Linked DNA regions of Mus musculus: region 2 is linked to region 1. A link is a contact called in public HiChIP or PLAC-seq data. All regions are on one chromosome and are shown on one strand. Each heading gives the region's core, a stretch centred on a gene start, on an enhancer-like site or on the middle of the called end of the contact. The rest is flanking DNA. Distances are from core to core; before and after follow the strand shown. Region 1 overlaps Fbln7 (fibulin 7). Region 2 has its middle 34 kb from the start of A730036I17Rik.

What was found. HiChIP or PLAC-seq counts read pairs in DNA pulled down with a chosen protein or histone mark.
Region 2: a contact with region 1 is called in an H3K4me3 HiChIP or PLAC-seq map of embryonic stem cells, with 25 read pairs. The contact joins two enhancer-like sites. A contact is called at or near these places in 3 of 39 promoter capture datasets (the HPC-7 cell line, cranial neural crest and pre-B cells), 3 of 15 datasets of contacts at CTCF or cohesin (the NIH/3T3 cell line, large pre-B cells and pro-B cells), 27 of 484 Hi-C or Micro-C datasets (B cells, the BV-2 cell line, CD4 T cells and 11 more), 9 of 115 datasets of contacts at active chromatin or transcription factors (embryonic basal ganglia, embryonic stem cells, large pre-B cells and 1 more) and 1 of 9 other capture datasets (embryonic stem cells).

Annotation. Positions count from the first base shown.
Region 1 is chr2:128,890,369-128,895,785 of GRCm38.p6, forward strand. It overlaps Fbln7 (fibulin 7), which reads left to right. Exons shown (of 8, transcript NM_024237.4): 5 at 2,075-2,215; 6 at 3,399-3,536; 7 at 4,398-4,536; 8 at 4,849-5,417. The coding sequence ends at 5,221. Among named protein-coding and RNA genes, the nearest start is that of Fbln7, 29 kb to the left of the region's middle. Within about 2 kb of position 2,148, at least 19 of the 459 cell types and tissues checked have an H3K27ac peak or open chromatin away from gene starts, as enhancers often do. A contact at or near this core is called in embryonic stem cells, where this site is marked.
Region 2 is chr2:129,250,295-129,255,278 of GRCm38.p6, forward strand. No RefSeq gene overlaps it. Among named protein-coding and RNA genes, the nearest start is that of A730036I17Rik, 34 kb to the left of the region's middle. Within about 2 kb of position 3,492, at least 19 of the 459 cell types and tissues checked have an H3K27ac peak or open chromatin away from gene starts, as enhancers often do. A contact at or near this core is called in embryonic stem cells, where this site is marked.

The DNA.
Region 1 (5,417 bases), core at 898-3,397:
TGTGGGGGAAGGACGTTGGTGGATAGTGTAAGATCCAGGGAGTAAGAGCTGACACGCTCTTGGGGCTGGAGATGTAGCTCACTTTGTAGGTGCTTACCTCCCATGTAGGAAGCCGTGCATCTGGTTTCTAGCATTACATAATGTTGGGCATAATGATGTGCATCTATGATCCCAGCACCTGGGAAGGAGAATCGGATATTTAAGGGCATCCTTGGCTTCATAGCAGAGTCTGAACCCCAGCCAGGAACACAAGAGACCCTGCCCCAAATAAAATAAAACAAAACCTCTTTACAGCCTCTGTAGCAGTCAGCCCCAGGTCAGGTGCACCCGCAATCTTGCTGTTCACTGTGTCTTGACAAAGTGGGACTGGCTTGCCAAATCCTTTCTCACAAGGAAACTGCCCCCAAAGGCTCCCTACAGCTCTGCTGTCTGGAGTTACCTTCTGTTTAAACAGTACGGAGGCAGGGCTTTCCTGGAAGCCCCCTGTGGCTTCCACAGGTACTGCAGTGGGACCTTTGGGTCATTGCTCCTTGGGTCCTGGGATCATTTTATGAAGTATACCCAAGACTGGAGTCTTCTCTAGGAATGGAAGTAAGGAGTGAACAGGTACGCACTAAGAAATGTCCCAGCCGGCTTACCTAGAACCTTTTTCCCCATTAGCTGGATAATGCCTCTCTCCCAGTATCCTGTAAGCCTCTTCCAATATTTTTTTCTAATTGTGTGTGTGTGTGTGTGTGTGTGTGTGTGTATTTGTGCACTTGACTGCAGTACCTGTGGAAGCCACAAGGGGGCTTCTGATCCCCTGGAAGTGGAGTTATAGGCATTTATGAGCATCTGGATGTTGGTGCTCAGACTCAAATTCAAGTCCTTTGAAACAGTAGTTCTGGCTCTTAACCACTGAGCTGCCTCTTCAGTCCTCACTATTATTATTTTAAGACTGAGGCTGGCTTTGCTGCCTCAGGCTGGCCTTGAACTGGATTCAAGTGATCCTGCCTTGGCCTTGAGAATCACTACAAGAATTATTATTATTATTTTTTTAATCCATTAACCAGAGCTGGAGAGATGCTCAGAGGTTAAGAGCACTTACTGTTCTTGCAGAGGTAGGCAAGGGTTCCCAGCAACCACAAGGTCGCTCAAGGTCACCTTTAACTCTCCAGTTCCAGGGAGACAAAGAAATCCTCTCTTGGCCTCCAAGGGCATCAGGCTATACATATACATCAGGCTATACATATACATACATACATACATACATACATACATACATACATACATATATTCAGGCACACACAAAACCTTTTTAAAAACCCATCAGGCTGTGGTGGTGTACACCTTTAAACCCAGCACTTAGGAGGCAGAGGCAGGTGGATCCCCAAGTTCCAGGCCAGCCTGGTCTACAGAGTGAGTTCCAGGCCAGCCCAAGGCTACACACAGAAACCCTGTCTCATAAAAAAATAATAATAAAAATAAATAAATAAATAAAATAAAAATATTCTTTAATCCCAGCACTCGGAAAGCAAAGTAAGGTAGAGGCCCATCTGGTTGTCTGGTCTACACAGTGAGTTCCAGGATAGCCAGGATTATGATTTTGTTTGTTTGTTTGCTTTTAATCCGTTTACCTTATTTTTACTGTGTTTGGGAAACTAATTTCTGGTTTTGCAAAGACATAAAAACTGTAATAACAACTACCTTGAAGACATTGAAGCTTGTATACACACACACACACACACACACACACACACACACACACACACACACACACAAGCACGTGCTTGCATCCCGAATCGAAAAAGTGGAGGCTCAGAGTTTTAAACTCTAATGCTCACTGCATTGTGGGCGTTGTACAAGATTCTCAAAATGAACCTCAGACTTGACACTGCAATATGCCTGACTGTTCTGCCTTTACATTCCAATCTCATGGATCCGGTCCCGGTCGCAGTCGCTCGGTGTAAGTTAATCACTTGACATTCCTTCCCTGCTGTAGAGTACGCCCTGGGAGATAGGGTTTCGCGGGTTGTGGGGCGCACGGCAGGTGCCAGGGGTCGGGTGCTGAGGCGAGCCTGTCCTCTTCCCGCAGCGGCCCCAGATGGCGGCGAGGCCGGTGACCCCGCCTTCAGCCGCGCACCCCGCTGCGCGCAGGTGGAGCGGGAACAGCATTGCAGCTGCGAGGCGGGATTCCACCTGAGCAGCACCACGGGCGGCCACAGCGTCTGCCAGGGTAGGCTCGGGCTACGGGGGGGGGGGGGGGGGGGGAGCGGGACCACACCCGTGGGAGGAGACCCCAGTCCTGGGACAGAGCGCGAGGTTGGGACAAAAGGGCCTTTCTGGGCGTGGTCTCAGTGAGACCTGTGATTTGCCTTTTAGGTAAGGGTTACCCGGATGATCGAAATGAACAGGTAGACTTCAGAGGTGTTCTGGAGAAAAAAGTATCTATCTGTTCGACCATCTTCCTACAGTTGGGCTCTTGTAAGGTGCACCAGGGCCTTCTCTGAGACGTTATAGACAACACATGGAGTGTTGAGGGTATGCATCCAGTCTCTAGCATGCACATTAGTCCAATCCCATCATCGTTTAAACCTGGAGTGATATGGATGTAATCCCAACAACACTTGGGAGATGAAGACAGGAGGATCAGGAATTCAAGGTCATCGTCTGCTACTCATGGGGGAGGGTGAGAAGAAAGCAGCCAGGGCGACAGGCTTGTCTTCTGACATAGCTTGGAGCTACTATGCCCAAGAGGAGCCTTTTGCCCTGTCATGTGCACACACACACACACACACACACACACACACACCATACCTCTGGCAAAAACCCTATGAGCTGGTGGCAAGAGAGGGGCTCAGATCATTTATGGCAGCCAGGGCCATGGATATGGGCACAGCCTCCTTCTCTCAGTTTAGCTGACTACAGAGCAGTTCCATCCTGAGATCTGGCCAGTTGGTGCTAAGAAGTTCATTTCACAGCATCAGAAATAAAAACACTCCCCACCCCCTTTTAAAGAGGCATCTCAATATACAGGCCAGGCTGGCCTCAGGTGGAGATCCCTGCTTCGGCCTCTTAAGTGCTGAGATCACAGGTCTGCAGCGCCCCATAGGCTGCAGGGCTCTCTCACTGTTTCTCCATTGCTGAAGATGAGGAGAGCTAAGATGGGGGTCTGAATCTGGTTCTAGTCTCTGAGCCGGGTACCAGACTCACTAACCTTTGTAGAGTTTCCCCATTTACACCGAGAATCCCCTCTGGGGTTTTCCATGTCAGCTCCTCCTTTTAGCCCTCTTGGTCCTAGACTGGGTAGAGGGGTCCTCTGCTCATTGCTGTGTCCAGCCACTCAGTCACAGCTGCCAATGAGTCTGGTTGACAAAGGCTGTGTAGCCTCCTGGAATCATGGGCGCTTTTGTCCCCAGATGTGAATGAGTGTGAGATCTATGGGCAGAAAGGACGCCCCCGGCTCTGCATGCATGCCTGTGTGAACACCCCTGGTTCCTACCGATGTACCTGCCCGAGTGGATACCGGATCCTGGCTGATGGGAAGAGCTGTGAGGGTGAGTGAGACTAGGTAGAGGCAGGTGACCATGAGGCTAGAGGTCACCCTCCACACCTGGTCACCTGCTGCCGCTGTGACCCCTGCTCTCATCCCCGGTCCCCATTCAAGAATGATGAGGTTAAGAGAATCAAAGATCTGAGGACACATTTGATCCTAAAAAGGAAATTAACAAACAGGTCTTCCGAAGACCAGGCTACATATTCTACACAAACAGGTTGGTTGATCACTCAGTGCCTTCTGACCTCATGTGAGTGACGCTTCCTATTCTTCAGCAATGCCTTCAGCCAGACCTGAACCCACAGACCAAGGAGCTAGCCAGACTCCACTTTATTAGAATCTGAAGGAACCTAGGAGGTTTCATGGCCCTGTGTGTCCACGATCTAGTGTCCTTTGATGGGAAAGTTACCTTACAGGCTCTGCCGCCATGACCATGTGTGGTGGCTGTTTGAGGACACCAGAGAAGCAGAGCCACCAGGCTCACGGCTCATAAGGGCCTGACTAGTTGTGACTGGAAGGGTTCATTTACCCACTGAACTGCACCCAGGCTAAAAAGAGAGACCACTGTTCTATTTGCCAAACTCTAGTAAATGCCAGAGTCCTGCAAACAAGAGGGCCTGGGAGCCTGGGCAGATAGTCCAGACCAGTCGATCTTCCAGGAGTGGACTGGAGGGTGGGTTGTTGGTAAAAAAAGAAAAAGAAAGAAAGCACCTGGCTCAGGTTCTACCTCAGTGCTACAAATCCGTGTGGCTCCTGGAACACAGGACTGAAATCTATCTCTTTCTTGTCATGGTGCTAATAGGCACCATTATCAGCAAAGTGAGGAAGAGTCACAGCCTTCGTTGTATCTCCCGCAATACAGATGTTGATGAGTGTGCAGGCCCACAGCACATGTGCCCCCGGGGGACCACATGCATCAACACTGGAGGAGGCTTCCAGTGTGTCAACCCTGAGTGTCCTGAGGGCAGCGGCAATATAAGCTACGTGAAGACATCTCCCTTGTGAGTATATCCAGGGCTGCTCAGCTGGGCGAGCGTGGCACTTACTCAGTGTGGCTGGGCTAGATTCTTCTGATAGGTTCATGGGGGTGGGGGTGGGGAGATAATCACATCATATACAGGAAATATGAAAGACAGAGATGTTTCTCTGGGCTCTCATTTCCCCTATAACCACCAACTCACATGAAATACAGACATTTTGTTCTCCAAAAGAGATACTAGCGTCTATGGGAGCATGGCCTCTTCAGAGAATAGGTAGGGCAGCCCCTCTTGAGTTTTCCCAAGTCTAACTCTCTCCATTTGCCTCTGCTCCAGTCAGTGCGAGCGAAACCCTTGTCCCATGGACAGCAGGCCATGCCGCCACCTGCCCAAGACCATCTCCTTCCATTACCTCTCTCTCCCTTCCAAGTTGAAGACACCCATCACGCTCTTCCGCATGGCCACAGCCTCAATTCCTGGCCATCCTGGGCCCAACAGCCTGCGCTTTGGGATCGTGGGTGGGAACAGCCGTGGCCACTTCGTAATGCAGCGCTCAGACCGGCAGACAGGAGAGCTCATCCTTACACAGACCCTGGAGGGGCCTCAGACTCTGGAGGTTGACGTAGACATGTCGGAATACCTGGAGCGCTCCTTCCAGGCCAACCATGTATCCAAGGTCACCATCTTTGTTTCTCGCTATGACTTCTGAGGATGCCATGGCAGTCGGGAGGCTGGGGTTTGAGATCTGGGCTGATTTCACTTCCCCAAGGACACATTGTGGGCAAGAGCTGTGGTGGTCATTCTTTTCTTGGTCATGTTCTTACCTACTCTGCTTGTTCATTCAGGCTTCTAGATCAATGCTGTGTTCTGACCCAGGGGCTGCCACAGAAGGGAAGCCACAAACA
Region 2 (4,984 bases), core at 2,242-4,741, 360 kb after region 1:
ATAGATGTAACACTGATCCCAGCACTATGTTATGTCCCTGCAGTCGAACTCGGTTGCAATTGATCGTCATAATTCTTTAGCCTCCTTTAAGCCGAGAACCTTTGCCCAGCCTTCCTTGATCTTTTAGGACATGAAAAAGTCAGAGGGCTCTTGTGAGGCCATTGGGCAGAGGAGGTGTTGCCTAGTGGTTTAGAGTGAAGACGTTGGTGCCCAGCTGCCTGGGCCTAGCCCCATTCTTCTACTCTGTAAGACTGGCAAGGTTGTTCTAGCACTGTGTAATGGCTGAACACCTTTAAATTCTACAAATGATGGACCTACCTGGAGGGCAGTTATGAGACCTGATATATGGCAAAATCTCTTCTTGGAGTGGCTTGGAGTGCGGCCCCTGCCCCTGTAGTCAAGGCCCAAGGTCAAGACCAAGGAGGGCCTGATGATGGCAGTTCATCTAAAATAAACCATAAGCCTAAAGAACTCTTTTGAATTTTTTATTTTATTTAAAATTTTATTTTCATGTATGGGTGTTTTTGCCTGCAAATATATCTGGGAACTACTTGTGTACCTGGTGCCTGTGGAGGTCAGAAAAGGGCGTTGGATGCCAAGGAACAAGTTGTGGGTGTTGTGGGCTGCCATACGAGTTGCTGGAAATTGAACCTGGGTCATCTCGAAGGGTCCTTAGTACCCTTAACCACTTAGGCATCTTCCCAGCCTCAGACTTGTCTTCCTTTAACGAGTCCACACCTGTCATCTAAGTCTCCTTGGATGGTCCAGGTCGGAGCTCCTGAGAAAAGTGGCTGTTTTGTTGTAAGAGCGGATGTGTGTGGTGTGTGGTGTGTGGTGTGTGGTGTGTGGTGTGTGTGTGTGTGTGTGTGTGTGTGTGTGTGTGTGGTGTGTGTGGGGGTAGGGGGTTGGGGAGCGCATCTGGTTGCTTACTCTCTGCACTAGGTGGTCCAGTTGCTCTCTCTGCCTTCTTTGTCTCCCTTTGGTACCCAGAGACTAGGATTCTAATCTCATCACCCCTCCAGCAATTTCTCTTTTAAAGCTGGGAAATTTACTGACCGATTCTAGACTTGTGTATAAAGAAGAGCCCAGGTTCTTTAGGTATTTACGAAAGACTCTTTTATAGCTTTATTGTTTATTGTTAAAGCACAGAGTCCCTACCTTGAACTCCCATGTTTGCTTGACTTCCCAACTGCCTCCATTTAGGAGGTCCTTGGCTGCCTAAGTCCTGGAAATGGCCTGGGTAGATTAGGTGTCCTTCCTTGATTCTTACTGCCTCTGTCCTGAACAGGGGAGGAGATGGCATCTTTTTGTCCCCACCCTCAGAGGAGGGCAGCAGGGATAGGAATGCAGGGTGGGGTTACCTGTGCCCCAAATTGCTGAGGGACAAGGGAACAGCTTGGCCACACAGATAGTATGCAGGTGACAGGGGAAGGGGTTGCTGGCTTTTCACTCTGGTGATGGCTGGTGTGGATGAGCCACCAGAGGCCACCAGGGAGCCCAGCCAGGACCAGGACAGGGGGATTGGTCTCCTCTCAAGGCCTGAAGCATGACTAGCATCAGAAGTGACATGGACATTTAGGATGGGGGTAGGTCAGCGTTTAAATGTCCCATGTGTCACAGTAACACACAATGACTCCTCTCGGTACACAGCCAGGCATGGGCATCATAGGGACACATTCTATAGATGGCAGTGACTTGTCAAGTAGAAACACTGATAGCAGACATTGGTAGGAAATCCCTTTCATGATTTCCCCAGAGAATCTCTGCCTTTCACCTAGTGACATGTGCTACTCAACTGTGACAAGCCCATGTCTGAGCATGGACGCCTTGACCCCATTCAGAAACTGACAACCCTGTACACTGTCAATCACACATCTCCTTTCAAACATGAATGCTCCTGACAAGTTTCTAAGCAAGGAGGTTGTGAGTGACTGCTGTGTAAATTCACTAGTACACAGGTATCCACAATGCACGCTCACATGTAAACACAGACGTGTACACCAATACTGCATACTTGTAGGCTCAGGCACATGTGCCCCTTCTGCACCCTGACATACATAGTTAGACATACATACCAAATCTGTCCACTCTCATGATGCATACACAGACTTTAGCACCCACTCTATATGCACGTGTTCTCAGACACACCTATTTGACACGCTCACATGTATGTCTTTACACATGCACCCATTCTCAACCTTTGCTTGCATGTATTGCCACATGTACCAATTCTCACTCTTACACGCATGCGTAGGCACACACTCCCATTCTGCCCACCTATATACATACTCAGACATATCCACCTACTCCACATGCTAAGACATGTGAAATCACGCATCCTAGCACACATGTGGAGAAACCCTGGGCCCAGCTGAGGATTTACTCTTTATCATTTTTGCAGTTACAAGGGCATTCTGCCCTCCTACTGGGTCCCTACCAGCAGGGTCTTGGATGCTGGATTTTGGGGGTTGGGGTGGGGGTGGGGAGGATCGAGTGAAAGGCAAACAGGCACTTGTCAACCTGGATCTTGCTTGGCCCTTCTGAAGCATACAAGTCCCTAGCCTATGAGAGACTCTTGTGTTCAGTCGATGCTGGAATGGCTGGTGAGCACTGGGTATCCGCATGACACACTATGTGACACACACTACGACACACTATGACCCCATCTTCCCTGCCAGGTGCAGGAGCTCTACTGAGTGGAAGGCTGTGGCTACTCTGGAACCCTAATCAACAACTCCCAGACTCTTTCCCCAGAGGACTGGTGTTTGACTCACTCTGTGGGAATCTGCTGAATGTGTGCTCTCGTGGAAATGGGCCACTGGATGTCCATGGTTTCATCTTCCTTTTGGAGTAAAGGCTCAAGAGGCAGAGGTAGAAGGCGCGACAGAGGGGAGGCAGCTGGAGGCAGGAGGGACTGAGAGGAGAGTGGCTTTGGCTATCTGAATAGACACCACAAGACAAATGCTAGCCGGACAGAATAGCGGTGGGGAAGAATAGTCAAGGTCTATAGGCCTGTAGGAGGCTGAGAGGGGGCTGTGTGTGCGTGAGCGCATGCGTGCACATGCGCATGCGCTCCTCCCACGTCACGGAGAGACACGGAGCTTCTACCCCAGCAGGTTCATTCAGAGGGTCACCTTTTCTTGCTTCCGTGTGCTCAATGTGCTCTTCCACCTGCCGGGAGAGGGAGGGCAAGCTGGGGACGGAGGCAGTCCTCAAGGGCCTGGCTCTGGCCTGGTAGACTGCTGACTGTCTAGATTCTCCCTCCCAGAGACCTCTGGGCCTGTCTGGGGGGGGGGGGGGACTGCAGCTGTTCCCATAATATCAAGTGTGTCCTGCCTTACCTATCCAGAGCTGGAGGGGCTTTAGGAGCTCTGGAGGAAGGCCTCCACTGCAGGGTAACCCGTAACCTTGCTGACCCCAAGGGTGGCTCTCAGCACAGGGTGAATTTCTTCCCCAGATGTCTGGGTCTTAAGCCCAGGCTGCCCCCAGTGAGGCTAGAGGGGTCACGTGGTATAGAGAGGTCATGTGGTGTTGCCTCAGTGTCAGGAGCCAACAAGCTTATAACTAGCAGGTGATCTTCCTGAGATGAGTCTGCTTTGGATTAATAAATAATCTATGACAGATTTGCTCCAATAGGCAAGGCCCAGGGGAAAACCATTTTAGGAAAGATTCCTGCTATTAATATGCTTTTCCTGGTATTATTAAGCATGTATAACAGCACTAGGAATTAGCCCACCCTTTTGAGCAGATCTCTGCAGAACAATGAAGATAAACTGTCTTGTAGTGATGCTATATAGACAAATAGATGACTTCTTAATTCTGAATGACGATCCTATAAGAATTCCTAAAATTATATCAGTATTTATTAAGCTCTTTTATAGTGGGGCTGCTATTAGGTCCTTTTCTGATAGTCAAAACGGCAGTGAGAACTCTGCTGGTCTTTAGTGTCACTTCTGATAGTAAGCAGGCACTCTACTCCTCAGAGCATGTTCCAAGAGGCTATAAAAGCATTAACCAAAGGTCATAAAAAGGGAACTGATGATTTATTATAGGTGTTAGGACAGAAGATAAAATATTGGCTGGGTTTATCTATACAAAACTTCACTAATAAGTTAGCTATGATTTTTAACTCTCCATGACCCTGTGGAGCTGTGACAGGTGATGAAGGTTTAGTGGGATAATTACTCCTAATGGATCTGCGTGTAAACGTTCGCTGTTGTAAGCTCCTTATTTGACTTATGATTTGAATATGTGTGAACTTGTGATGAACTTAAGAAAGTTTTTTTTTTTTTTTTTTTTTCGAGACAGGGTTTCTCTGTGTAGCCCTGGCTGTCTTGGAACTCACTTTGTAGACCAGGCTGGCCTCGAACTCAGAAATCCGCCTGCCTCTGCCTCCCAAGTGCTGGGATTAAAGGCGTGCGCCACCACCGCCCAGCTGTGATGAACTTTTAACCATGTGATCATGTATTCTATAGGTGTTGAGGACAAGGAGCAGAGCACGGATTTCCCTTGTCCCAGGTAGGATCACTGTGATCATTCCCCTTTCCCTTTTCTTAGAGAGCGTCCCTAGGAAACTTTTTTATTTATTTATTTATTTATTTATTTATTATATGTAAGTATACTGTAGCTGTCTTCAGACACTCCAGAAGAGGGAGTCAGATCGCCTTATGGATGGTTGTGAGCCACCACGTGGTTGCTGGGACTTGAACTCAGGACCTTCAGAAGATCAGTCGGGTGCTCTTACACGCTGAGCCATCTCACCAGCCCCCTAGGAAACTTTTTACAACTTAGAAATAAATGCTACATTCACTTTTCAAAGTGTTTCTTTTTCTTCCTGCGACTTCAACTAGCAGGCTGAAAGTTAGAGCCACACAGTTCCTGCTGAGATAGAATAAAGGCCACATTACTGAACCCCCCCTGCTGTTAGGCTACAGGTGTTACTTGCTTAAGCCAGCAGCTTTTAGCACTCAGAATGAGCAAGAAA